Regions from separate parts of the Rattus norvegicus genome. Here region 1 is linked to region 2. A link is a contact called in public Hi-C data. All regions are on one chromosome and are shown on one strand. The core of a region is the stretch at or near the end of the contact, and the rest is flanking DNA. Distances in the headings are between cores, read along the strand shown. Region 1 has its middle 47 kb from the start of Tbx19. Region 2 has its middle 90 kb from the start of Xcl1.

Region 1 (2,700 bases), core at 1-2,500, 84 kb before region 2:
AGCTAACACTTAAGCTACAAAGAATATCTTACCACATACATGTACATACATATACATATATGTTTACACACATGTATGTATGTATGTACATATGTATGTATGCCCCTTCTCTTTATTTCTTCAGGGTAAGTTCCACTGGGTGAGCTGACAAGAGTAAAGCTTGTGAGTTTATAACCTGAGTCTGGCAGCTCATGGCTACGACCTCAGCATCCAGGAGACTAGGACAGGAGCGAGTGTGAGGCCAGCCTGGGTTACAGAGGGGTCGGTGGGGGATGTGGGGAGGTCTCACTTTCCTTTTGGGAAGTGATTTGGTATCTTGTAGGCTACGCATGCCATAGTAGATGGCTCTACATCCATGACTATGTGCTCAGAACATAGACTTAGGGGTTATTATTGTTAAATTTAGTGTGTGTGTGTGTGTGTGTGTGTGTGTGTGTGTGTGTGTATGTCTGTGTATGTCTGTGTGTGTGTGTCTGTGTGTGCCTCTGTGTGTATGTGTGTGTATCTATGTGTGTGTCTGTGTGTGTATGTATGTGTGTATATGTGTGTGTGTCTGTGTGTGCATGTGTGTGTCTGTGTGTGTATGTGTGTGTGTATGTGTGTGTATCTATGTGTGTGTCTGTGTGTGCCTGTGTGTGTATATGTGTGTGTGTCTGTGTGTGTGTGTATATGTGTGTGTGTATCTATGTGTGTGTCTGTGTGTGTCTGTGTGTGTATATGTGTGTGTGTGTGTGTGTGTGTGTGTGTGCTTGCCTGCATGCATGTTTATGTACCACACGAGTGCTTGATGCCTGTGGAGGTCAGAAGTGAGTATTGGATCCCTGGAACTGTAGTTACAGCAGACGGTGAGCCATCTCGCAGGTGCTGGGAACTGAACTTGATGCTTCTGCAAGAGCAGCCCGTGTTCTTAACTGCTGAGCAGTCTCTCCGGTCTTGCTGCTGCCACTGCTGCCGCTAACGAGGATAACACAACAATATGAAGACAGACAGAAGGGTTCGGGGTTCCTGGAAGAATTGGAGGGAGGTAGTGTGAGGTGGGTATGACCAAAGTGCACTGTATGCTTAAATGGAATTTATAATGAATAAATAAAATATTATTAAAAATCAGACTACAAAGGAGTTATAAAATTTGTTATTGGCTTGGCAGTTGCTTTGCAGGAACTTTTCAGAATACAGTCCCAATTGAACCTATGACAAGAGCTAAATGCATGCTCCCTCATGGCCCAGGAATGCCTACTGGCTGAGTCACTGGCCTTGCCAAGTTTCTCGAAGACAGATCAGGGGAGGGGGCTGGTGAGTTGGTGGCAGCTGTGGGGACAGTGATCTGAAGCTGCACTGTGACCCACACAGAACATAGAGTGTGTGCTCCTGCTGTAGTGCTTTGAAAGGAAAGGAAAGGACACTAGACTCTAGACCTAAGGAAACGTGCTAGAGAGATGGGCACCAGGGAGGAGAGGAAATTATAGGTGTAACGGACAGGGGCTTTGGGAACCTTGTTTGGATTCAATATTCGCCCTGCATAGAGAAGCTGACTCAAGATTAAAGAACTAACACTCCACCCCAACCCCCCACCCCGACTCTCTTCTGATTTCAGTCTCCTATTATTTATTTATTTAGTTATTTATTTATTCTCCAATCAATCCAAAAAGGATCTAATACACATCCCTTTTGCTCCAGAACCCGTGGCGTCTGCATAGTGGAGGCCCGGGCATCTGGCTTCTCTCAACCCTGGTGGTGTGCTCTGCTGGGAAACGTGTAGATACAGTTTTAGAGGGAAGGTACCACAAAGCAAGCAGGAGATAAGTGGGCCATTGGCAAAGATAACGTTCAAGCGCCCTCTTCTGGGAGAGATTAGGAGTATTTTTAAATTGCACGATCACTGCCCACAGGAATATAAGAAACCGACACCATTTTCGACCCTTTAAAACAAGGTAATAGATTTGTGAGCTCAAGGAAGCCATGAGTAGAGGATATTGGAACCATCTCAGCTTGGGATTTGGGAATGTGTGTCCCTGCCGTGTTCTTGGAGAAGAACGTGGAACATGTAGTAGCAGCTGGATGCCACTGGGGTCAGATGTAACCAGGTTTTCTTTTTAGCTTAAGGGACGGTCTAGCTGAGGCGGAGTACTCACTCCGTCCTTAAGCCTGGCTTTCCCACGCTCAGTTTCTTGTCTATGACATGGCCGGGAGTGTGGGGGCTGTGGCACGTTCTTATAATCATATAATCTGAGACAAAGCTCAGGGGGAATTCAGTAACCGATAGCTGGATGGAAATTTTAAAATCATCCAGAAGCGGGAAGAGTAGGTTTGAAACAAAGAAGATGAAGTGAAATGTCATGGTTCTGGGGGGGAAAAGCAACTGTCTAAATATAGATTAGAACTGTTCACAGGAAAAGCTGCGAGGACTCAGGGGGTTCCAGTGTCCAGATTCAGGGCAAAGACACTTGCCTGTGTGGGCCTGGCCGACCCCCAGGCGCCCTGCACTCCCATGGAGAATGAGGTGTATGCTCAGAGCAGGTCTCCAGGACCCGCAGCAGACAGAAAGCAGACGGTGATAATACACCGTGGCTCGCCTTACACAGCGTAGAGAGAGTAAGGGATGCAGGAGAACACGCAAATCTCAGCAGAGATTTAACGGGAGCAGTGAGCTCTCAGTGGCATCTTGGGCTGGAGTCTCTGAACTCACTCTTCTCTGTCTTC
Region 2 (2,700 bases), core at 68-2,567:
CCCTTGCCTTTCAGGCTTTGAAAGGAAAAGCTTCCCCCACTGGCACTCATTTCCTGGCTCCTTCTCCAAGTCATTCATTACTCCTGTGTTTTAGCCCAGCACCTGTCGATTTCCTTGAGGGTTTTTTTCTTTCTGTTCTGTTCTGTTGCCTTCAACAGCTTGCTTTGTGAAGTCATTTTCCTAACTAATTAAATCACCACTCGCAGTAGATCTGGGCTTTGGTACAACACTGAGTAGCAAGTGAGGAGCACAGATGTGCCATAGAGGTGAGGCTTGTAGAATGAATGGCTGTTGTGACGACAGATAGCCTCCTTATGACGCGTGAAATTGAAGCATGTAATTAGTTCATTTAAACCTCAATGGCATGAAGATTTTCCTTTAGGTAAACCCTTTTTATGATTCCCACCTTACAGAAAATGAATGCGAGGCACCATGGTCCCATGAGGCTCTGTGGGCTGTGCATGAGGCCAACTCTGGTAGAAATCGAGGCACTGTGTGTTTGTGTTTCCTGTCCATACCTATGCAGCTGCATCTCTCTTCTCAAGCTCAATTCTCAGTGGCAGGATAACAGCACAGGCAAGTAGAGACCACAACTGGATGCAACTGCTTTCTCTTGTTTTAAGAAATGACCACCCAGAAACACCAGGGACTCGTGTCAGCTGCAAAACCATTTATGCTACGTCTCATCTGTTTATTAGGAGTGACTGGAAATAAAGCCCTTATCTGGGCATCATAGGGCATGCCTGCTACCCCAGCCAGCAGGAAATAGAGGCAGGATTGTGAGTTTGAAGATTCATTGGGCTTTTTCTCGACAGAAAGAAAGGAAGAAGCAAACAAGTGAGAAATGAAAACTTTCAAATAGTAAGACTTGATTCGTTCTATCTATCTATCTATCTATCTATCTATCTATCTATCTATCTATCTATCTATCTGCTTCATGCAGAGAGGGTTCAGAGACAGCAGGTGGCGCTCCTTCTCCTGGAACAGATGGCTCCCTGCAGTTTTCCTTCAGACTGAGCAGGGGATGGATGCAAGCACTCTAAGGGCTTGGCAGCCTTTAGGTACTCAAGTGGAACAGACAAAAATTAGCTGCTCATAGCTGTTGGCCAGATGTAAGCATCCTAGGACCTGAACACACCCAGAGGCTGTAGCTGGGCTTGGGCTACTGCACTGGGTGGGTGGGCATGGTCCCTTTCCCATGATCTTACCTAGTGACTGTTTCTAAGGTCTTCAGCTAAAGACACCTTCTGTATCTTTCTGAGCTTTCGACTGTGATGGAGGAGAGTCACACAGCCTCTCAGTATGGTAATTCTGCTGCCACAGGGAGCTGGGAGCTGACTCAGAGGTAAAGTGCTTGCTGAATAAAGATGGGAACTGGAGGAATTTGGATCCTTAGTGTCCATGGAAACACTAGGTGAGTGTGGATGCCTTCCTATCTCAGTGATGCTTGAGAGGCAGAGACAGGGGATCCCTAGAGGACGAAGGCTGACTAGACCAGTTGAGTTCTTGAGCTCTGAGTTCAAGTGAGAAACCTTGTCTCAATGTATAAAGTAGAGAGTAAGCAAGGAGGATACTCAGTATTAACTTCTGGCCTAAACACACACACACACACACACACACACACACACACACACACACACAACCTGTACATACATAAAAACACACATACATACATAGATGTACATACCACACACAGAACAAAAAAAAAAAATAGACTTATCATGGGCCATATAGAAAGGTGAGGAATTAGGTTGGGGATTTGGTTCAGTGGTAGAGCGCTTGCCTAGGAAGCGCAAGGTCCTGGGTTCGATTCCCCAGCCCCCCAAAAAAGAAAAAAAAAGAAAGGTGAGGAATTCGGGTTTGATGTTGAGTGAGATGATGTCACCTGGGGGGAGGGTGTGTAAGGAAGGTAGGATCCTGGAAGGCTATTCTTGCCCAGAAGAATGGGGTTTTACTTGAGAGATGTTGGACATCTCAAGTAGAAAATACCTTATATTAGTTTCCCTTCCAGGACAAATTAAGAGATGCCCTCTGCCCCAGGAATAGTACCAAACGATTCCACAGTGGAGGGAAGTGTCCACTGAAACAGAAATGATGGAGCTGGTAAGGTCACTTGGCTTCAGGAAGATCACTTATCAGTGGTCCTCAGTTGATCATGGTTAATGACTGGTGTGTGTGTGTGTATGAGAGAGGAGAGTGTGTGCACACACAAGGGATTATCAAAATGGTGTTGCTTACAGGAGAGAACTGTATGAGGCAGGGCAGAGTCAATCATGGGAGTTCCGCACTTCCAGTCCCATGGTCAGCGTTGAGGAAACCATGGGAGCTGACTCTCCCCCACTGAAGTTCATATCTTCTAGCTTTGGGGGCAACTTCAGTCAAATTCTAGTGGACAGACAGAGTGAGCTTGTCCTTTGCTCCTGGAAGCACTGGAAATATATAGTAAATTGGAAAGGAGGCATGGCTCATGAGTGGTAGTGATGAAGGAATTGGTGGTGGTGGTGGTTGTGGTGATGGTGGTGGCAGTGGTGTGTGTGTATGTGTGTGTGTGTGTGTGTGTGTGTGTAAAACTCTGCCCCCTACCTAGAAGATGTGGCCATTACTATTATCAGCAATCATCAGCTGCCAAGAACACCTGCTGTACATGACCAGATGTTGAGGAGGACATGCAACGCAATATAAGTCACTATCAAGTTCATT

Evidence for each region. Hi-C and Micro-C count contacts between places; a contact is called where the count stands out from the background.
Region 1: a Hi-C map of the A7r5 cell line shows a contact between it and region 2, with 4 times the contacts expected there. The contact joins two enhancer-like sites. A contact is called at or near these places in 4 of 12 Hi-C or Micro-C datasets (the A7r5 cell line, the Rat2 cell line, Schwann cells and 1 more).

The regions. Positions count from the first base shown.
Region 1 is chr13:79,957,756-79,960,455 of GRCr8, reverse strand. No RefSeq gene overlaps it. Among named protein-coding and RNA genes, the nearest start is that of Tbx19, 47 kb to the left of the region's middle. Within about 2 kb of position 1,250, at least 11 of the 93 cell types and tissues checked have an H3K27ac peak or open chromatin away from gene starts, as enhancers often do. A contact at or near this core is called in the A7r5 cell line, where this site is marked.
Region 2 is chr13:79,874,173-79,876,872 of GRCr8, reverse strand. No RefSeq gene overlaps it. Among named protein-coding and RNA genes, the nearest start is that of Xcl1, 90 kb to the right of the region's middle. Within about 2 kb of position 1,317, at least 4 of the 93 cell types and tissues checked have an H3K27ac peak or open chromatin away from gene starts, as enhancers often do. A contact at or near this core is called in the A7r5 cell line, where this site is marked.